Linked DNA regions of Mus musculus: regions 2, 3 and 4 are each linked to region 1. The links are chromatin contacts, called in public Hi-C and HiChIP or PLAC-seq maps. All regions are on one chromosome and are shown on one strand. The core of a region is the stretch at or near the end of the contact, and the rest is flanking DNA. Distances in the headings are between cores, read along the strand shown. Region 1 overlaps Gm34199 (a long non-coding RNA gene). Region 2 has its middle 180 kb from the start of Tbc1d4. Region 3 has its middle 130 kb from the start of Gm34361. Region 4 has its middle 68 kb from the start of Gm34361.

The links. Hi-C and Micro-C count contacts between places; a contact is called where the count stands out from the background. HiChIP or PLAC-seq counts read pairs in DNA pulled down with a chosen protein or histone mark.
Region 2: a Hi-C map of cerebral cortex shows a contact between it and region 1, with 2.9 times the contacts expected there. The contact joins two enhancer-like sites. A contact is called at or near these places in 1 of 484 Hi-C or Micro-C datasets (cerebral cortex), 3 of 115 datasets of contacts at active chromatin or transcription factors (astrocytes, oligodendrocyte precursor cells and stem cell-derived neural progenitor cells) and 1 of 9 other capture datasets (embryonic stem cells).
Region 3: a contact with region 1 is called in an H3K27ac HiChIP or PLAC-seq map of stem cell-derived neural progenitor cells, with 7 times the contacts expected there. The contact joins two enhancer-like sites. A contact is called at or near these places in 2 of 115 datasets of contacts at active chromatin or transcription factors (SST interneurons and stem cell-derived neural progenitor cells).
Region 4: a contact with region 1 is called in an H3K4me3 HiChIP or PLAC-seq map of embryonic basal ganglia, with 7 times the contacts expected there. The contact joins two enhancer-like sites. A contact is called at or near these places in 2 of 39 promoter capture datasets (cranial neural crest and maxillary cranial neural crest), 1 of 484 Hi-C or Micro-C datasets (cardiomyocytes), 3 of 115 datasets of contacts at active chromatin or transcription factors (astrocytes, embryonic basal ganglia and oligodendrocyte precursor cells) and 1 of 9 other capture datasets (embryonic stem cells).

What each region holds. Positions count from the first base shown.
Region 1 is chr14:100,458,167-100,461,499 of GRCm38.p6, reverse strand. The region is part of intron 5 of Gm34199 (a long non-coding RNA gene); the gene reads right to left. Among named protein-coding and RNA genes, the nearest start is that of Gm26367, 41 kb to the right of the region's middle. Within about 2 kb of position 1,634, at least 157 of the 459 cell types and tissues checked have an H3K27ac peak or open chromatin away from gene starts, as enhancers often do. A contact at or near this core is called in cerebral cortex, embryonic basal ganglia and stem cell-derived neural progenitor cells, where this site is marked.
Region 2 is chr14:101,429,355-101,432,687 of GRCm38.p6, reverse strand. No RefSeq gene overlaps it. Among named protein-coding and RNA genes, the nearest start is that of Tbc1d4, 180 kb to the left of the region's middle. Within about 2 kb of position 1,772, at least 10 of the 459 cell types and tissues checked have an H3K27ac peak or open chromatin away from gene starts, as enhancers often do. A contact at or near this core is called in cerebral cortex, where this site is marked.
Region 3 is chr14:101,324,948-101,328,280 of GRCm38.p6, reverse strand. No RefSeq gene overlaps it. Among named protein-coding and RNA genes, the nearest start is that of Gm34361, 130 kb to the right of the region's middle. Within about 2 kb of position 1,685, at least 16 of the 459 cell types and tissues checked have an H3K27ac peak or open chromatin away from gene starts, as enhancers often do. A contact at or near this core is called in stem cell-derived neural progenitor cells, where this site is marked.
Region 4 is chr14:101,267,548-101,270,880 of GRCm38.p6, reverse strand. No RefSeq gene overlaps it. Among named protein-coding and RNA genes, the nearest start is that of Gm34361, 68 kb to the right of the region's middle. Within about 2 kb of position 1,655, at least 7 of the 459 cell types and tissues checked have an H3K27ac peak or open chromatin away from gene starts, as enhancers often do. A contact at or near this core is called in embryonic basal ganglia, where this site is marked.

The DNA of each region.
Region 1 (3,333 bases), core at 385-2,884:
TCAGCTGAAGGAATCTGTGCCTGAGTTACAACAAATTTCTGAATTTTCTCTTTGCTCGATCTCGTTCCTGCCCTGTTATTTCCCCATGTCTCATTCCTGTCCTCAACTGGCTGCAGAGACTAAACTTGGTAGGCCTCCAACGGATCACTGGAGGGAGCAATGTCTTTGAATACAAATGTCTCTGTCCTGCGCTGTGTGGGGGTCTAGCAGACAGGTCACATTAACAGATGGTTTTCTGAAATTGTAGAAATCCTCAGGAGAACGGGTCTGATGAGATAATTTAATCACATTTACTGTAGGCTGAGGGACTGTCATTCTGTATCCTGTGACAGTTATGTAAGCCGGGGCCTCTAGCTACATTCGTGACATAGGGGAGGCTCTGCTCTGCCTTTCGCTCTTAGAACTTTCCCTCAGCTTTGCAGGAAAAAAGTCCAGCATCAAGGCAAGGTTCTTGATCTTATCAGTGGCCCTTCTTAGTCTCAAGAACTTTGCAGTTTGGCCAGAATAAATGGTTATAGGTCCTGGTCCTTTTTATTTGGGCCTCATCACACTCCTGTCTTCTTGTTCCTTGTGATCTTTGAAGGTCTGTCATCATGTACTTCTGAACTCCACCTTGAAGAATATTGGCTTCAGCCATGGTATGTCTTCAGTGTTTATAGACATCTCTTTCACGGCCTTGCCCACCACCTCTTTCCTTACCCTCAACTCTTCTCTGCTTGTCAAAGTCAAATCCGAAATGCAAGTGAGCAACACCACAGAGACAGGAAGTTTGGCAAAGGGAGTTGGATTTCAGGTCAGAGCACAAGTTGGCTCATGCCAAAAGTTCCCTACCATCATTTAGTGAAAGGGATGATAACCTTACAGCGGTACTGAAGGATACCTCCTTTAACCGGTGCTGGAACCCGAGAGTACAGTCCATGAAGACTCATTAAAAAAAGATAATAAAAATCGAGTAAAATATTAAAGAAAACACGTGTTAGAAACAGCACTGGTGGTTGGGGTATATTTTTATTTACTCACAACCCAGCCCCATCTATGTTTATTTTCTTTTATTCAATTTATTTTATTTTATTTTGTTTCCATGTTATTATTAGCTCCTTTAAATGTATCTGGATGCTGTAGCTGCGGCTGGGTTCTGAAGAACACATCCAAGATTCAGAAAGTAGCTTGTGTGCTGACGACTACGGCAAAACGTGTTCCTATGTTGTTTCTTAAAGGGGCTCAATAATATAGAAGGTTGAATACTGAGGATGCTGGGAAATTTGTTGGCCAGTGGAAAGTAGGTGCTACAGACAGACAGATGGACAGATGGACAGACAGGCGGACAATCAGACAGCCAGACAGGGGAACAAAAAGGATGCGACACAGGTTCCAAGTCCTTCCACTCTAGTGCTCAGAGCCCCTTCCTGCCACACCCTGCAGCTCACTGCCACCAAGAGTCATGTTGAGCTACTTTCTTCTGACAATACAGGAGTCTAGACAGATTAGCAGAGCTTTGGGTGCCTCTATACCCACGGGCATTAGGTTTCTTAACTTTCATTTCTTGACTCTGCCCCTTTCCTGTCTAGCCCTACCCAGACCTTCCTTTGAAATCAGACCATTTCTGGGCACACCTAGCCAGCCACCCCCACTGAGAGGAGCTCCGGAGGCTGCCTTTTGACCTGGCACTGCACCTGGTTCCAGCTCCTGGTGCCTGAGAGCCGCATTGTTCCTGGGTTAAATGAAGTTTTGGGGAAATGACTTTCAGATGTGAGCATCCCCCTCTGGGGCTGGCTTACCCTCCTGCGCTGCCTCCCTGACGTTTGGAATCCCATAAAAAAAATCATCTTTGTTTGGCTCGGGATGAAAAAAAAAAGACTCATGAGATAACATCTTAGATGACATGGGCTGACAAAATCCGAAATACTTCATATTGTGACCACCACCGAATAACTTAATTACTGCCTTTTTCTTGCGCTTACCTTTTTAGTTTGCTTCTTATGTGGTAACTCTCCCATCCCCGGGGTTATTTTAGTCAGTGGCCACAAATTACTGTGACTTTCTTTATCTGAACTCTGATCAGAAAACTGCCTAGTTCTCCTCAGTGTGTTGGGTGGATGGTGCTTTTTTTCCCCTCTCCTCTCCCCTCCCCTTCAAACCAGAAAAGTAGCTGCTGAAAGCTGAACGGTTGCCATGACAACCTCTTGGCAGCTTCCTAGGCGAGTAACAGTGTTGATTTCCCCCGGCGGGTGGGAGGGGGTGGAGCTCTAAGGAGGTAAAGAAAGGTTACTGTGCACTTAGTTAATATGCAAAACCACTTACACAGTGCTGGGTGAGCAATGAATAAGTGCAAACAAAGCCACGCTTGATCAGCTAACATGGACTTTGCACACAAGTACATCTGTCCAAGGATGCAGATGTTGGCTCAGAGGGAAATTTTGCCATTGGACAGGAAAGGACAGAAGAGGTCACACTCCAAGAGGTTAAACAGGATTTCTGTAGTGGTTGGAGAGTGTGGATGAAGTAAAGAAAGCAGGGTTTTAATTGCCTTTTTCCTTTTTTTTTTTTCCTCTTTGTTCAAAGAAAAACATAACGCTCTGAATTGCAGGATGGTGTTTTCCCTGAAAATCTAACACACTGAAGTTCAAGTTTGCATCAATTAAACTCTATGTAAGATAAACCAATATGTTCAGATATACGCAAGTATAGCATAATTTGGTTTGTGCTTGAACAAAACATACGGCTGAATGGCATCGTTCACCCCAGAGTTTACAGACAAAGAAGCAGTTTAGTAACTTAGGGCTGGGGGGGGGGGGGGGTTGCCGAATGTTGAAATTTTCTCTGTCTCTCTCTGTCTTTCCATTTCTCTGTCAGTGTCTCTGCCTCCTTTCCCTTTCTCCCTCTCCCTCTCCTTCTCCCTCCCTTCTCACCCCAGCACTCTTTTCCATGCCTTGCTTTGGTAGCTTCTTGTTTGATTCCTGGGGCCTAGGCAGAGGAACTCAGGAACCGTGAGAATAGGCTACACGGGCGAGGGTCACCTGCATGAGAGCAGACTGGCTGGACACTGAGGAGGCAGCAATGGGCCCCCCACCTCCTGGCCAGCAGTTTTGTGTGGAAGAGGCAGGTTGAGGGAAGGGTGCAGCAGGAGCAGAGGTCTGCCCAGCAGGTGTCACTAGGGATTTAAAGCTTACCAGACCTTTGGGACTAAGGCTAAGAAGTGGCCACGTAGTGATTAATGAAGCTTCCTTTCAAATAATTTTGAGAGACAATATGTGTGTTCTCCTTCTAAGGGAAATTAGAAATGAAAGCTAAAGCTTGCCTGCAGAGGAAGAGATTCTGGACCATAATTTCAAG
Region 2 (3,333 bases), core at 523-3,022, 970 kb before region 1:
ACAATCTAGAATAACCCAGGAGAATGACCTCTGAGAAGATCTATGAGATATTATTTAAAGAATGCTCTTTGATGTGGTAGAACGCATCCACTGTGGGTGGCACTATTCCTCAAGGATGGGCTTGTGGACTGTATAAGAGTAGGAAAAGCCAGCTGAGAACCAGCATACATTGTTCTTCACTCTTAATTTTGGATGAAATGTGACCAGGTGCTTCAGGTCCCCTCTGCTTTACCTTCACTAAAATGCATGTCACCTGTAATCGTGAGCTGAATTAACCCCTTGTCCCCCAGGTTACTTTTGTCAAGAGATTGAATCACAGCAACAGGAAATGAAACCCATGCAGAAATAATACTTAAAAAAAAAAAACCAACAACAAACAAACAACCGTGGCTTTTCTGCCTTTTCCAGAACAGTCTATAATAGATCTTCCAGTAAACAGGTTTCCTTTTTATTGGAAGATTAAAAGATGGAAAAGCAGTCTCTGTGGCTATAACTTCAGTGCTAATATAATTTAGGTGACATCCACTTCAGAACACGTTATGGATGTTTGGTTCTTTTATATTTTGCCTTCGATGCAAAACTGCATCCATTTTCTTTTTACTGGTTTGTGATGCATTTTTAGATTAACATGCAGTTCTCAGTCTAGACTGGTGTCTCTAAACCTCAACGTGGGAGCTACTACATATTAATAATTTCATCATCGCAGCTTTGAATACTGTGACACCTGAAAGGGCACTGGCTAATTTCAGGAAATTGTGTCATTTAATTCTATTTAGATCAGGCTTTACTGAATCGATTTGTACATTTACCAGGCAAGTGAGCCACAGCTACATGCTTACATTTCTGTTAGCAGAATCTCATGGTGAGATGGATGGGAGGTCTTATTTGTACACAAGTAAGGAAAAAAAAAAAAAGTTGTGTTCAGCCTGGCTGTGGCTGGCAGGCGTGAGGTAAGGACAGGTCCATGAAAAGCCTGAAAAGGACTCACAGGGAGCCAAAGTGTGACAGGGGATGCGAAAGGAGCAGGCACATAAGAGTCATGGAACAGCCCGTTAGACAAGCTTTAATACTCCCTCTGCACAGGGGTTTCCGACCTTCCCAATGCTGTGACCTTTTGATACAGTTCCTCCTATTTTGATGATCCCCAACTTAAAAAGTATTTTGTTGCCACGTTATAACTGTAATTTTGATACTGTTATAAATTGTAATGTAAATATCCAATATGCAGGTTATCTGGGGTGGCTACTCATAGAACCAATGCCCCAGCAACTCATCAAAATACTGTTCACCTGTGGTGACTCGTTTCGCTTTTCAAGTCCCATGAGCCCACAGATGATCCATGCGTCTCACACAGTCTTTAGGGTAGAAACAATACCACCTTTGGGGGAGGATTTTCTGTGATGTCATTGTTTCCGGCTCCCTCCTTTGCATGCGAGTCCTCCAAGTTTCCCTATCACTTTTCCATAGCATTTCTTTTGAAGGTGGATGTCAAATTATGTGAAATTCAGAACCCACAAAACTTTAGCCTGTCACTAGGTACCGATTATCTTGGGCTGTACCTATGATCCCATCAGGAGACAGAGTAATTTGAACAGGAAATAGTTGGTAGAGTGAGTTTTTAAAAACTAGAATGAGAATGAATGGGAGTTGGAAAGTGAGAAGTGAACGGAAATCCAAAGGCTACAAAAATAGCCAGCGCAGGGTGCAGGCACTGAGCGAAAACCCCAGTGAGGGACAAACGTGGGAACTGTATCCTCCCATTCCCTTCCTTCCCCCCTCCCCCTGTAAGGTAGAGAGCCATGTTTCACTGGAGAGGGATGGCTGTCGCAGCTCTTGGCAGAGTGGGGAAGCCTCACCAAGTGTGAAGCCCTCCCAAAGGGCCCCTTGGAAGCTGTATATGAGCAGATGCCAAGCCAATGGCACTTTACAGAGAGACGTCTGTGCAGCGCGGAGGGAAGCTATATATGGGGAATATCATTCTCTGCCAGCCATTGAGCACCGCAGAAGTCAGGTTCATGGGAAGTTGCCCACATTGCAGCATCTGTGAAGGAGGCAGCAGATGCAGGTGCCTGCCCAAAGAAGAGTACCATGGAAACAAGAGGCACAACTTCCTCCTACTGGGTCCTCCCTGTATCCTCTATCTGCAGAGTATCCTCTACCTGCAAATCTTAGATAATATAAGCCATCCAAGCTACAAACAAGAAATAGAAGATCGAGCTTCACTATGGCCAAGAATAATAGCTAAAAGGCGATGCACTGATAATTGGTGTACTGCCTGGTTTTGTGTCAACATGACACAAGCTAGAGTCATCAAATAGGAAGGAGCCTCACTTAAGGAAATGCCTCCAAGAGATCCAGCCATAGGGCATTTTCTCCATTAGTGATCAATGGGGGAGGGTCCAGCCCAGTGGGTGGTGCCATCCCTGGGCTGGTAGTCCTGGGTTCTGTAAGAAAGCAGGCTGAGCAAGCCAGGAAGCAGCACTCCTCCATGGCCCCTGCATCAGCTCCTGCCTCCAGGATCCTGTCCTGTTTGAGATCCTGTCCTGACTTAGTTCGGTGATGATGTGGAAGTATAAACTGAATAAACTCCTTCCCGACTTGTTTTTTGATCATGGTGTTTTGTTGTAGCAACAGAAACCCTAACCAAGACAAGGGGTATGCGTAGTTTCTGCATGCAAGACATATTTGTGATCACATTCAAATCTCACAAAACCCCTTCTATTTTAAGTAATTGAAGTAATTGCTATCAGCATGAGACACTGATCAGAAGTTGAGAGACTGCTCAGTGTTTGGAATCAGCTGCTATTTGAATCGATTGTGAGGAAGGCCCATATGGGATGCTTTCTAGGAGACTGTCTGAGAAGGTCTCCTAGTCTACAGAGGACTAGGCGGCGGTTGGATGCCTTGCCAATGTTTTCACTTTCCGGAAATCAGTAATCACCCGCCATCTTATTAACAGAGCTTTCTACTTGGCATCAAGTCTGGAAAACAGAGCCTATACAATAAGATTGTGGATGTTAGGAATTTAATTAAAACATTCTAATTCTGTTAGGAATTTAATAAAAAAAACAATCTAATTTTGGTGGGTTTTAGCCTTTAAACTGTATCCATCAGGCTGTTATAACTGGGATTTTTGTTTTTTGTTTGTTTTAAATATTTTCTTTATTTACATTTCAAATGCTATCCCCTTTTCTGGTTTCCCCTCCAAAAACCCCATATGCCCTCCCCTTCCCCCTTCTCACCAACCCACCCACACCCACTTCCCTGGCCCAGGCATTCCCCTACACTGGGGCATCGAGCCTTCACAGGACCAAGGGCCTCTCCTCCCATTGA
Region 3 (3,333 bases), core at 436-2,935, 870 kb before region 1:
CTCTGCCCGTGCCTCCCTCCTCCTCCTCCTTTCTCCCTTTCTTAAAATTTCCAGGGATTGAACTCAGGTTCTCACGCCCTTCTGCTATAACTTTAGCTATCACCCTAATACCCAGCTTGTTAGTTTTAAATGTTACTTCTCAGCATGGCTGCTCAACGTGTGTGAAGCTATACAGAACTGTGCGTGCAGCATCCCAGCATCCCTCACACTTGCTGGCCTTCTGGACACTTCCCTTTCCTTTTTACAATTTCTTCTTCACTCAGACTCTTTTCGCAAACTCAAGGTCTTCCACACACTCTGTGGAAAGCCTGTGCTTAGCTGTCCTAAGAAGAAACACAAATCTCCCAGCAGTGAGAGATAATTGAGCCCGATTTTATTTTATTTATTTATTTATTTATTTATTTATTTATTTATTTATTTGCTAGGTTCCTGCTAAGGAGACCTCGACTACTATTGTCCTTAAAGAAAGACAATCTCATCAAATGCTAATTCTAGTAAATGATAGAAAATGAGTTTCCAAGTGTGAAGAACAGCCAGACGGCCTCCCAGCCGCATGTCGCATGCCCCGACCTCAAGGCCACCCTAAAGCTGCCAACTAAATGCCCTGGGAAATTTCCAGGGAAGCAGATGGCGCTGCCTGGAGACAGTGGCCCACAGCTTGGCATCTGGGCTCCTGTGCTGTCCAGCTGAGGGCTTTTCAGGCAGAATCCTGGGCGACAGGCTTCCTACTGAACTCCATTAGCACCCTGGCATAGCCACTTATGAGTTTCCTTAAGATAGGGATTTGCATACCAAAAATCACATTAAAAACTACTTACCCCCTCCTCTGCAAATGTGTGAGGCAAAATGTAGCCTGTAAAAGAACACGTTTAGAAGAGAAAGACGGGGATTAATAAAGGTATCGTTTCCCATTTAGCCAAAGCTCGTATTAAGCCCTAGCCCTGCAGTCCGTGGGGGAAGTTTTCTATGTTGCTTCATGTATTAGCTATTCTTTTGTTGCTGTAAACCATTTACCTCCACAGATAACTAAGAGGACAGCGTTATTTTGTCTCATGTCTTTGGCCCACGCTGGCCAAGATGTGGCAGGACGTCCTGTTCACACACAAATGGGCCAGGAACCACAGAGAGTGGCAGGCAAATCCCAAAAGGATTTGATCTTCACTTTTTAAAGCTCCATTTAAAACATGATTAATTTTGTTATTTGACAGTTTTCTACATGTGCACAATATATTCTGTTATTCCCTCTCCTCTTAGTCTCTCTTATCTCCTTCCTATCTGTGCCAACACACACCTCCCCCATCCCCACCAGCCCCTTTCCAGATTCACGACTTCTGGTCTTGTTCAGTGACCCATTTAATTTAACCAGGACCATCTGTGTGACAACTGGATTGGAATTATCTCTTGGAGTTTGATGGGGTCATGAGTGGGTACTTGACTAAAGGCAGTGATTTCCTCTGTCCGTGAATCTATTAGGAGCAAATAGCTCAGAAGTGAGGAGTTGGGACCCGATTCCCCAGCTGCCCGCTCCATTCATGTCTGACTGTTGATGGGGCCAGTCTCGTGCCGACCTAGTGAAGGCATCTGCAGCTGCCTGGGTTTGTGACCGCAATGACTGTGTCTTGCTTAGATGTTAAGATGCTGTTTCATGGCTCTGCTGTTTATATCCCAGTGCTTACATTCTTTCCATGCCCTATTACTCAAAGCTCTTTGAGCCGTGGAGAGGATGCTGTAAATGACGCGTTCGGGGCTTAGCACTTATCTTTTGCTTATTCTCAGCACCTTGTGCAGCCATACGTCTCCGCATTTCCTCCTGCTCCCTGAGAAGAGAGGCTTCTCTAATTAAGGCGGAGAGTAGCGTTTATCTACATAATTATTTACAGGACAGCTTTACACTAAGTGAATTTAGCTAAACAGCACTATTCAGTTCCTTCCTAGGGCTTGTGATTTTCCCTGTAATGGGGCCTTGATCAAGTTCCTAGTGCTAGGCAAGTATTTTCTCCTGTGGACTGAGTGCTGTGCCCTACTTCTTGCAGCTTGGGTACATCTTCTAAAGTTCCACTACTTCCCCCACATAGTGCCAGTGGCTGGGAAGTGTGTATTCAAAAATGACACCATAGAAATTTCAGGAAAATGTCAGGAACAGGAAGGAAGTCATCCTGAGGCAACCCAGACCCAGAAATACAAGTATGGTACGATCAGCAGACCTAGAGAACTTAGGTAAAGAGGAGGGGTCTAGGGGGAGAGAATGGGTCTCCCTGAGAAGAGGAGATAGAATAGATTTTATGGATAAACTGGAGGCTAGATCTAGATAGATCAGATAGGCAGAGGAGAGGATGCAGGGAGAGAAGTCAGGGAGAGACAGCCGGAATTGGGAGAGCATTTAGGGGTGGTCTCTAGTATGATGGGCCTCTTAAAATCTATGAAAAGGCGATTCTACTGAGGACTCCTACTAATGGGGGATAGGGAGTCTCAACAGACCATCTTTTGTATAGAAACTGTAATTAGGATATATTGAGGGAGAAAAGATTATATTTCCAATAAAAAAGGAAAAAAAAAGTATTCAAAACATAAGCCCAATTCTAAGAAGGGGCAAAGTGTCCACACTTTGGTCTTCGTTCTTCTTGAGTTTCATGTGTTTTGCAACTTGTATCTTGTATCTTGGGTATTCTAAGTTTCTGGGATAATATCCACTTATCAGTGAGTACATATGTGAGTTCTTTTGTGATTGTGTTACCTCATTCAGGATGATGCCCTTCAGGTCCATCCATTTGCCTAGGAATTTCATTCTTTTTAATAGCTGAGTAGTACTCCATTGTGTAAATGTACCACATTTTATGTATCCATTCCTCTGTTGAGGGGCATCTGGGTTCTTTCCAGCTTCTGGCTATTATAAATAAGGCTGCTATGAACATAGTAGAGCATGTGTCTTTCTTACCAGTTGGAACATCTTCTGGATATATGCCCAGGAGAGGTATTGCTGGATCCTCTGGTAGTACTATGTCCAATTTTCTGAGGAACCACCAGACTGATGTCCAGAGTGGTTGTACAAGCTTGCAATCCCACCAACAAAGGAGGAGTGAGATGAAAGGATGGACCATCTAGAGTCTGCCACACCTGGGGATTCATCCCATAATCAGCCTCCAAACGCTGACACTATTGCATACACCAGCAAGATTTTGCTGAAAGGACCCTGATATAGCTGTCTCTTGTGAGGCTATGCAGGTACCTGGCAAACACAGAAGTGGATGCTCACAGTCAGCTATTGGATGGAACACAGGGTCACCAATGGAGGAGCTAGAGAAAGTACCCATGGAACTAAAGGGGTCTGCAACC
Region 4 (3,333 bases), core at 406-2,905, 810 kb before region 1:
TCCTTTTCTTTCAAAGTGAGAAATTCAGGGACAGGGGCTGATATAAGACCACAAGCTCAGAGCCATACACATACACTTTAAAACATTCGAACGGTAAAAGATGAGATTTTGGGGACCCATAATTTTTTTGCTATATTTTTGTGGTACAAGAACTATAAACCTGGATACTTAACATAATTTTTCTTTAGGTTTAGAGTGTGGTATTTTGAGCAAGTTGATCAGCTCAGGCATGTGAGCAGTTTTACTAATGGCAACATTCTCGTCCCATTCCTATGGGAAGCACCATGTCTAATCTGCTATTGTTGAAGTGGAGCATACAGTTTCCTGTCACCTTGCACCATTTCTGAAGTACAGGCTCCTGTGGAAGGTGACAGAGGACAAACAGCCTGTGGCAGCAGCTGAGCTTCTCAGGTACAATAGCAGTGATTTATAACAATTTCTGTACACTTTAGGAAGCCAATCTCTATTGTAGATAGCCCTGCAAGCCCAAAACTGTAGGCGGTTCAGAAAAAAAAACATGGGTTAAGGAGTAGGTGATATGGGACAGACAGCATTATAAGTCTAATGTTGATTTATTTTTAGGTCTTTTGAATACAACATTGGCTATGGACCCCATGTTTTGATTTTGAAAGAGATTGAAAAGATATTTGTCCCCTGTTAATTTCTATTTCCCTGTTTGATCCTTGGGATCACAGAATTTGCACACTGCATAGATTTCTGTCATCATTAACTGTCTTCAGGTTCAAACTCTCAGGAAGGTAAGAGGTAATGATGGCCAGAGACAATTATGAGGAGCTTGGTGTGAGTCTGTGGAGTCTTCATTGTCTTCCAGATATTGGCATGTTACACACACAAAAAACTTCATTTGCATTTTTAAAAGTTCATCAATACTCTTTGAGGTAATTGGTACTCTCTTCTGGAAAGGTCTCCGGCTGGCAAGTATCGAAAGCAGAGAGGGATCTGTGTAGCCAGCACTGATACTAAGGAAGAGGAAAGACTGGACTCTGAGTCTGTAGTCACAGTGCAGCAAAGATGTGGATGGAAAGTGACAAAAACACCCAAGTGCTTCATTTTTATGATAACAGGAACCCATATGTTCAAAGTAATTGGTGTGACAATCAGAATCTTTGTTTCCATCTGGACATTTGCATTGTCAACACTTCCTGGTTTTGAAGACAAAACCTTCCCTGGGTTTTTGTAGCTTTCTAAGTTCTTTGGAGTTCATTCATTCCCTCCCCTGTGACTGGTGTTGTTGGAGCTCCAATAATACACTAACGATGACATCATGCATCCTTCATCTTTAAATCTTACCACACTCAGTAGAGAAGCTACGCTGACATAAATCCTCCTCGCCTTGCATCTATGCTACCTAATTTGAAAAACTACTGTCAAATACTTCAAGCAGAAAAAAAAAACCCAACCCAGGAGAATTAGGTGATAATATTATTCAGTGATATCTATTGAGAGCATTTATCTAATCAAAACAAACGATGTAACACCTGGTATGTATCCATCACTTGTCCCAGCTGGTGCAGCTGGAGGTAGCCTAGCTAGAGTCCTCAAAACTCTTTGCTGAGTCCTGTCTATGTGATGCTTTGAGTCAGAAGGTAAGGGGTGAAGAGGGGCCAAGCCAGCTTGGCTCAGCAAGATCTCTATGCTCCCTGGCACTTCACTTTGATGTGCTCTGCCTTTGAAGTAGATCCTTCCTTATTAGGCTCTCTTCTTCACCAATCCCTTTATTAGCTCCCCTTGTTTGTAGGAGGAAGGAGAGCCCTCTGATAATTGGTTCTTTGAGGGGGTGAGAAGAGAGAAACATGGGGAAGAGAACAAAGACACACACACACACACACACAGAGAGAGAGAGAGAGAGAGAGAGAGAGAGAGAGAGAGAGAGAGAGACCTATCCAGGAGGCAGAAAACCATCAGACTGTACCTTGCCTATATTTTAGTTGAAATAAAATAAAATAGCCTAAAATCAAACCATCAAAACAACCAGTCTGCTTCTGTTAAATTGTTTATTGTAGCTGCTGTTTTTATAAAGACGAAGGTATCTTGTATTTGTCTCCCGAGTCCTAGGATTATTCAGGGTTGCCTAGAAAGCTGTTTGCTGATGTTTCCACTTTAAAATAAATCAGAGTCTGCTCAAGTGTCTTTAGTTCACGATTTTTAGAAATGTTTTCATAGTATGGAAGTATACCATGGCCAGTGCCCTCATCCCTAAAATTGGATTAAGGTTATTATGAGGAGAAAATGAGCTAATATTTATAAAGTCCTTAAAAGTATGCCTAGGAAAGCAAATGCTATCTGTTTATTAAATTAAATAAAAATGCTTTTAAGATAAAATACAAAACCAGGATAAAATAAATTATAACATGAGAAGTTAAACTCTGGTTTATTATGTAATCCTGATTTACATACAGTTATCTCCAAAGTTAGGTCACAACCTTTAGAGAAGCCAGCACCCCGCCACCCCAATGATGCAGCTAAATAATGCAAATTCCACACCAAGCACCATCTCTTGCAGATATCCCCAGTGTTTGTTTCCACGGTGCTAAGGATGATATGTGTTCTTAGCTACCAAGTGCTGACTGCCCAACTGTCCTTTTCTTTTTAAATACTCCAATAATGGGAACCAGAGAAAACCCACCAAGAGCTTGGTGGACAGCATTGCTTGGCTCCTTTTTGTTTTTTAGGAAGAAAGTGAAGTTAGTTTAGAGTCCTTGCAATTGTCCTGCGTTTCTGTTGAGTCTTCCCCCATGTAGTGAAGAAGAGGTGCCAGGGGGAATCAGTTGTTCTGCTGACTGATGTGGTACATCAATCTCCACCCTTTCAGTAGAACTTGATCAGGAATAGCCCAGTGACAGATTTCTTGATGCAGTCTTTTCCCCGCTTCCATGAAGAAAGGCTTGGAATACCAGGGTTTAAAAATCTGTTCCAGGCTGAGGGCGAGGATGACATCATTACTGTCCATAGGCACAGACTTTGACTTTGCACCTCAATTTATGGCTGTAATTCAGGGTTACCATTCAGGGTATGCTAACCATCTACTCTTACAAAGGAACATTGATGGAAAACCTGTTGTAGGGCTTTCTAAACAATTACAGTTTCCTGGTTACCAAGCCAACCAATTATTGATGTTTCCAGACAGGATGTCTGCAGAATGAATTAGAGCCTCAATAAAGAGGAAACTACCAGGTCAGTACATTCATGGTCCTGAGTATGTTCTGTCTAAATTCTAAGAAGTCTAAGGTGAAAAACCAAATTGTGATAGCATTTACAGCCTTTAGGCTGCTGCCTTAGAAGCAAAGACAATTGTTTTTCTTTACTTTGCAA